Linked DNA regions of Danio rerio: region 2 is linked to region 1. Evidence: chromatin contacts called from public Micro-C data. All regions are on one chromosome and are shown on one strand. Each heading gives the region's core, a stretch centred on a gene start, on an enhancer-like site or on the middle of the called end of the contact. The rest is flanking DNA. Distances are from core to core; before and after follow the strand shown.

Region 1 (4,123 bases), core at 1,502-4,001:
CATGCAGAAGAGCACCTCTGAATGCACAACACGTCCAACCTTAAGGCGGATGGGCTCCAGCAGCAGAATACCACACCGGGTACTTTTAAGGTGTACATAATAAAATGGCCGGTGAGTATATTAACTATGAAATATATTACCCAGGACAACTTCCCACAATTTTGAATTGTTTCCCCAGCTACAATACTGATCAACATTTGAATAAATCAAAATCAATTAAAAAAATTGCCCTAAGACAATAATAGGTGTTGTTCAATAGTTTTACGACAACTTTGATAACCACTTCAAATGTTGACTACTATAGTAAAAGGCCTGCTTTAGTATACCATAAGGAGCCACAGATATTCATTTTGTTTTATGTGTACACATCGTTCCACCTTTAAGCCACTTAACTGCATTTTATGAATCACCAAGGACTGTGTTCAGCTAGAACTCTTTATTATTCTGCTTCAGAAAACAAGCTGGAAATGTTCATTTTGGGGTGCTTAAAAGTCCTCCCCCAGCGATGCCCAAACTAGGGCCCGCGGGCCAAAGTTGCCCCATGGTAACTTTTGATTTGGCCCTCCATCCCATCTGAGAAGAGGGGGGAATGATGTGGATGGTTTAGAGATTGCCATTTCAGATTTAATGTAACCTTTTATTTGTTTGTTTTATTGTTAGGCTACAATATATATATATATATATATATATATATATATATATATATATATATATATATATATATATATATATATATATATATATATATTGAAATAAATTGTTTCAATTTAAATGCTGTAGTTCAGTTTAAAATGTACATACTGTGACTTGACGGATAGGGGACAATGCAGAGACTTTGGTGGGCAAATCAAGGATCTGCTTGACTGGTGTATTCAGCATTGAACTCCCTTGTGTTAAAAATGATTGTTTATGCTTTTAGTGCAGTAAGTTACAGTTAAAAAGTTACACTGCATTAGTTAATACGATTCAAAGTGAGGTTTTCTATATATATATATATATATATATATATATATATATATATATATATATATATATATATATATATATATATATATATATATATATATATATGTAAATATATATATATTATGAAATAAATGAGGAAACTGCCCATAGCAACTGTATATTTATCAACCCAAGGCTCTCAATGATATTTGATTTTTGGCCCTTCATACAAAAAAGTTTGGGCAGCCTTGGCCTACACTCTCAATAAATTGATACCCTTTCACATATACAGTTTTATTTCACTAATTTAAAATATACTAATACTATTTTAAATAAAAATTTAACATTTAATAAAAATACTAATTTAATCACTAATTTAAAAAAAATGCTTTTAGTTAGTCAGCTCTGAGATGACTGTGCTGTCTCAAGTGAAGAATTTATGCATCAGTTTACTTTTCCAGTTCCCCTAAGGAATATGTCATTGTTTTTGGTGCAATCCCTGGTTGAGTGTTATACCTTTAGTCAAATCTGGCCATAAAGGTTCTTTAGAATGTTTGATTTTTGACAACACCAAAACTCTTCTTAGTTGTATGTCAAACAAAGATATTTGCTTCGTTATTAAAAGTTCTCAGATCTCTTTACCTGCTTGCATAGGGGTGTGGAATCATATATTTAATGACATTGGGAACAGTTTTGGCTTCTTTGGAAAAACATTGTCTTTATCTTCTAAAGCTGTCGAAGTCTCAATCAAAATAATTCCTAATTGCTACCCAATAGATACCAAACTAGCTAAATTTAATAACGATATTTTCCCTGAATACTCATTTTGTACTCAATATGACGAAACACTAAATAAAGTTTTTGGAAGTGTACATAATGTAAAGTGTTTTGGGTTGATTTTTCCAATTTAATTAAATAATTTTTATTTCCAAACTTTTGTATATCCCCAAAAATTGTATCGTTTGGTTACTCTCTGAACTTAAACCCTTCTCATTGTGAATTTAATATTAATTTATTGCTTTTTCTGGATACATTTTACATGCATAAATGTAAATTTTCACAGGAACACCCTTACTTTTTTCCGTTCAGTGCTCCGGTTCAAAAGACATGTGCTATAGGTGAATTGGGTAAGCTAAATTGTGTGTAGTGTATTTGTGTGAATGAGTGGTTATGGATGTTTCCCAGTGCTGGGTTGCAGCTGTAAAGGCATCCGCTGCATAAAACATATGCTGGATAAATTGGCGGTTAATTTCGTTGTGGCAACCCCAGATTAATAAAAAAGACTTAAGACTCTAATATTTATATTGTATCTAAATTCTTTCTTGGTTTAAATCATTTAAACTTGTTTAATTTGCTGGCATTTTATTTATTTAAACCTTTTTGTCTCTGCTAAAATTGTATCTTTGTACGTTCTTTATTGCATCAACAATCTCTGTCTCTATAAATGCCTCAGATCTGCCACTAAGCGGCGCCGTTTGCCTTGTTTTAGCGCCTTGACTCTTTGCAATAATCAGTCACACATACCACACACAAAAACACATTCCCTGTGGTGAGGCTGATTCAATATTCCACCAGCTGATTTATGCAGAACAATTCTCCACAGGAATGGCTGGAGCCAGGCAGAGGAGGGGGTAAAACATCTCAAAAAAAGACTGTGGTAAAAATAATTATCTCTGGTGTCACTGTAGCAACAATCTTTGAGGCTGATGTCAATGAAATATTGAGCAGCACAATCACTTTGAATGTGATCTGAGGAGGGCTGGCGGTGGGTCAGGCAGAGCCACAGGAGCGCGCTTAGAATCTTCCGGAAACGTGGGCTGAATGCAGAGCGGCCGCGCACCACTGTCTGCAGTCATTTAATATGTCAAAACACTCCCGCTTCTCCTCGTCCGCGAACCTGGCGTCTGCCAGTTTGCTTTTTCTAAATGAATGTCACGTCTGTGAACGATATATAATTAATATCGCGTTGAATTATTTCTCCATCTCATGTTCTTCCATGTTTCTTTGTGTGTGCGGCGTGTTTTTCCTTGCGCGCGTTGTTGATCTTCACGCGCTCGAGCGTTGAGTTTGTCGTGGTTTCGTTGGAAAGTGCAGAAATTCTCCTTCACTGGCTGCTGTTTAACCTGCTTAAAAGCAAGTGGTCAGCAAAATGTTTCTTTTTAGCACCGTCATCACATTGACCACGACCTTTTAAAGAGATTTGCATAGAAACATGGGTCTTTGCTGACAAAGGATGCATGCAGATTGCTCTCTTTAAGGTATAAAGAGGTACAGGTATTGCTCAACCTCAGGAGAACTTCATTGAACAACACCATTATAGTACAAGTGTGATGTCTGATTTTTTTTATTGCCTGAATTTAACAAGCTTGTTTTTTCCCTTTCTCGCTCTCCCTCTCTTTCTCTCTCTCTGAAGTAAAACTGAGCTTATGACATACTTTACTTTGACCAACTCTTAAGTAGGTCGATTGAGTTGAGGCGTCCTTGATGTCTGTCTCTGTGCGGTATGAAGAACAAAACATGAGGTCTCCTTGACTTTCTTGTACTGTATTTTCAGTTACAGAAACATTTACTGTTCGTCGGCTTGTGATCTTTCGCTTGCTTTTTCAGATACATAACTACAGGTAGGATATCTGTTGGGTATTTTCTTAATATATGATCAGTCATCTTGAGGTGCACAGTGAAAGGTAGTTAGGCCTCATGGTAAACTTTAAAGCATAGTTAATCCAAAACAGAAGCCTGGAGAGTGACGTGGTTTCACTTTGTTGACCTAAAATGGAGATATTTTAAAGAATGAAGTAAGTACACTTCCAGAATTTTGAAAAATACCACTAAACTTAGTGGTTTATGGTTTTGAATAGCATTTAATATGTTCTTTAGTGTTCAGCAGATAAAACCAACTCAAAAAATGGAATAAGTGGAGGGTAAGTAAATGATGATAGAAATTTTATTTTAATGCCTTTAGTCTGTCTTCTTAAAATTAAGTGAACTACAAAAAACAACACCATAGCTTTGAATGAAATATTTTTGCAACAATGTAAAAGTCATAACTTTTGATTGTTAATTTTACATTACAGGGTGTCCACGGGGTCTTAAAGTATTAAAAGTTGATAAATCAAAAATGAGAAGGTACCTTAAAAGGTGTTAAAAACTCTAAATCATGTTTTCACAAGGTCCTAAA
Region 2 (4,234 bases), core at 537-3,036, 65 kb after region 1:
TTCTTTCAAATTTTACGTTTTCCCAAAAAAGAGCAGTTTGTCACATTAACAGATGTGTTCAATTGTTGTGAATGAAACTCTTCAGATATTCAAACTGTATTCAAATATGCAAATATTTATTTTGTAACTTTTCTGAAGTTAAAACATTAGTGTTGTGATGTGTAAAAACATAGCATCTTTTTGATATTTTATGCACAAAAAGCTATAAATGACAGCATTTTTTTTTAAATGTAAAGAAATGTCATCGGTAGTTTCTAGAATAACACATTTTACTCAAATCATAAATTAATTATTAAAATAAGAACTCTTCAAATTTTTTTTATATACAATGATATTATAAATCTGCATTTAATATTTAAAATGCGTAAACCTTAAAAAGTCTTAAATTCACTTTAATATTGTGTTGTAGGTCTTAAATCATGTTAAACAGGTCTTAATTTTCCTATGTCCAAGTTTTTATTGCAAAGAGATACAATTTACAACATTTGTTAGATCTGTTAGATTAAATTTACAGCAAATTCTCTAAAATAAATTCCCTAAGCAGGGAAAGAAAACTAAAGCAACACATCCCTTTACATGATCTTCCAATAACACAAAAACTATTTACAGAAGTAACCGACCCATTAGAAAAAATCCTTGGTGTTTAGCCCTTCATAAGTCTTAAATTTCATTCCTAATGGTCTTATAAAGTTGAATCAGAATTTTTATAATGTTTAACAGAGCAAGGAAATGTTCACTGATCAATGTCGGATAATATTTTTTGTTTCGGAGAAAGTCTTAATTGTTTTATTTTGGCTAGAATAAATTTTTAAAAATTCATTTAGGGTCAAAATTATTAGCCCCTTTAAGCTAAATATTTTTTTCTTGATAGTCTACACAACAAACCATCATTATACAATAACTTGCCTAATTACCCTAACCTGCCTATAGTTAACCTAATTAACCAAGTTAAGCCTTTAAACGTCATTTTAAGCTGTATAGAAGTGTCTTGGAAAATATCTAGTCAAATATTATTTACTGTCATCATGGCAAAGATAAAATAAATCAGCTATTAGATATATGTTATTAAAACTATTATGTTTAGAAATGTGTTGAAAAAAACTTGGGGAAAAAATAAACAGGGAGGCTAATAATTCTGACTTCAACTGTGTGTATATATATATATATATATATATATATATATATATATATATATATATATATATATATATATATATATATATATATATATGAAGTGCATTAACAGTTTACAAACTGTATATAGACTGAAATGTTGCCTACAGACATGCATATTAGTGTGGCTTGCCATTCCTTTTCAAATTCCACATTAACTTCCAGCTGTAGGTGTGGCCAGATCAGTTCAAATACACACTCACGCATGCAGACAATTTGTCAGGTGTATTCCTGCAATGTATTGTGATCAGGGACATCATGCTTCCTTTTTAAGGGGTACTGGAGGAAGTATTGGCTTACTTGGAGATACAATACAGTACAGATACAATAAGGTAACACTTTGTAACAACTGAGCAGTTTTTCCTAAGAATCAGAGTTGTACTACACATTCCATTTATTCAAATAGCCATGGTCATTTTATTCAAATGTTTGAGCAGAGGGAATAAAACAGCGAGAGACTATTGCATCAAACATTTCCATCCAGTGTCACCCTGCCTCAGCGACCACAGGGAGAGATGGAAATCCAAAATCAAAGTAGCATGTATACATAGCCCGCGGCCCTCCTCTCATTTCCCTTATGAATCACAAATACAGATACTGCATGCCTAAACTCAAGCCCTTGCCCTCTGAAGTTCTCTGCTACATGATGTCATGAACAGGAAGGTATTTCTCAGTCTCAACCTGTCTGCTCATGCCAGTTCTCCAGTAATACGATACACATCTAAAGGCTCTGAGAAAATGCTGGTCATTCTCACACAAGGGCTTCATTTATTTCCTGAGAAGGAGGCTCATTTCCCCCGCAATGCAGCCCCGGACTGCGTTTTATGCAGCAATTGAAAGTCCTAATGCACTTATTGCATGATCAAGTGATGTAAGGGATGCTGCGTTTATGCAACACGCAGTGAACACATTTAAATGCCAACTTTATTTTCACTTCAACATTGTGTAATCCAAACATGGGATCATTTGTTGTGTATTGGCTAGCAATTACCAACATCAATGATTTAAAGTGAAATGTAAAAGATGAATGTCAAGGTTTGTTAGAAAAGCTTTCAATGTCAAAACGCCGTGCCTCTGAGAGGTTAGAGAATGTCTGATTTAAGAACCAACAATCAATAGACTTAAAAAGGTTATGTGGATCAATATAAAATTGTTTAGATCACTAGCGCTATCATTTGATTATTGCTATCTTGAAGAAAAGAAAACATCTTCTGTTAAAGGTGAACAATGATGTTACATAAACGGATAGTTCACCCAAAACTGACAATCATCATATACTCATCCTTTACTTTTCACAGCCTGTTTTAGTTCCTTTTTTCTTTTAAAATCTAAATAAGTTATTTTGAAAATTGTTGGAAACCGGTAAATATTGACATTCATAGTATTTGTACTAGTATCATATTTGTATCATCATTGTTCATAGTATCGGTTTCTAACATATTCGGTTTACCGGTTTCTAACATACTGTTGTGATGAGTCAGAAGGCATTGAATCCATTTGCAAGCTTTATTAAGAGCACACATACAAACAAACACAAAGGGGCAATCCAGGAGACAGACCGTGGGACAGGCACAAGTTCAAAGGCAGGCAGATATCTTACTGGTCAGAATAACAGGCTGGAGATCAGAGGCAGGCAGATGTCTTTCGTAATCGTAGAACAAGCACAGGGTCAGAAACACAGATCAGTCCGAAGCAGGGAGTATGGAACGCTCAGAAATGACAGCCAGGCAAATCAAGACTTCGCAACGAACCGGAGCGTGAGTGTGGTATATATACACGAGAGCTGATGAGTTGCACCTGGACCGTAATCAGTGCCAGGTAGCAGGGCTTATGGGATTTTGAGTCCGTGAGTCGAATCAGAATTCTGGCGATGGTTCCCTCTGGTGGTGCACAAGAGGGTTGGCATCGCCCTCATTTACAACAGAACCCCCCTCCTGCGAGCGGCTCCTGAAGCGAGAAGGCACCTGACGCCGGGGTCTACCGCGCTGTCGGGGGGCTGGTTTCTCTGGGAACCTTTGATGAAACTCTTCCGTGAGAGTTGGGTCTAGAATATCTCTAGCATTCACCCAGGACCGTTCCTCTGGACCGTACCCTTCCCAGTCCACCAGATATTGGAGGGCGCCACCCCGACGTCGAGAGTCCAGCACTTCTCGAACGAGGTAAGCTTCCTCGCCCTCGATCATGACAGGTGGAGGGGTCCTGGTTTCCGATTCCTCCTCAACCGCCTCCTCTCGTGGACCACCAGCGGGTTTGAGTAATGACATGTGGAAAGTAGGAGAAATACGATAATGATTAGGCAAGGCTAAGTGAAAAGACACTGGAGTAATCTGGCGTACAATTTTGAATGGCCCTACATACCTGGGACTGAGTTTGCGGCAGGGCAATCTCAGACGAAGGTCTCGTGTCGACAACCACACCCACTGCCCCGGTTGATACGTGGGTCCCTGGCGTCGGTGACGGTTCGCCTGAATCTCTCTCCTCCTGACTGCCCTCATGAGATGTCTGTGAGCCTGGTTCCAGACATCCTCACTCCGCTGCAGCCAATCCGTGACAGCAGGTAACTCAGTGGGTTCTCCGGACCATGGAAACAGGGGTGGTTGGTAGCCAAGAATACATTTGAATGGCGTAATACCCGTGGCTGGCTTTATTAATGAATTTTGTGCATATTCTGCCCACATCAGATAGCGACTCCAGTCGTGCTGTTGCTGATGACAGTAGGAACGTAGAAATCGAATGACTTCTTGATTCATACGTTCAGTTTGGCCGTTGGATTGAGGATGGTACCCTGAGGTAAGACTAACATTAATATTTAGATTTTTACAGAGAGCGGACCATACCCGGGAAGTGAATTGGGATCCCCTGTCTGAGACGATATCATCAGGTAAGCCAAACATTCGAAATACATGATTGCACAGGGCTTCTGCGGTTTCAAAGGCAGAGGGCAATTTGGGCAACGGTATTAGGCGACAAGCCTTGGAGAAACGATCAACCACCGTGAGAATGACTGTGTTGTTCTGGGAAACAGGGAGATCCGTAATGAAGTCCACCGCTATATGGGACC

What was found. Hi-C and Micro-C count contacts between places; a contact is called where the count stands out from the background.
Region 2: a Micro-C map of caudal fin shows a contact between it and region 1, with 3 times the contacts expected there. The contact joins two enhancer-like sites. A contact is called at or near these places in 3 of 18 Hi-C or Micro-C datasets (caudal fin, embryo and hematopoietic stem cells).

What each region holds. Positions count from the first base shown.
Region 1 is chr13:33,631,285-33,635,407 of GRCz12tu, forward strand. No RefSeq gene overlaps it. Among named protein-coding and RNA genes, the nearest start is that of rps24, 12 kb to the left of the region's middle. Within about 2 kb of position 2,752, at least 39 of the 62 cell types and tissues checked have an H3K27ac peak or open chromatin away from gene starts, as enhancers often do. A contact at or near this core is called in caudal fin, where this site is marked.
Region 2 is chr13:33,696,900-33,701,133 of GRCz12tu, forward strand. No RefSeq gene overlaps it. Among named protein-coding and RNA genes, the nearest start is that of rps24, 77 kb to the left of the region's middle. Within about 2 kb of position 1,787, at least 10 of the 62 cell types and tissues checked have an H3K27ac peak or open chromatin away from gene starts, as enhancers often do. A contact at or near this core is called in caudal fin, where this site is marked.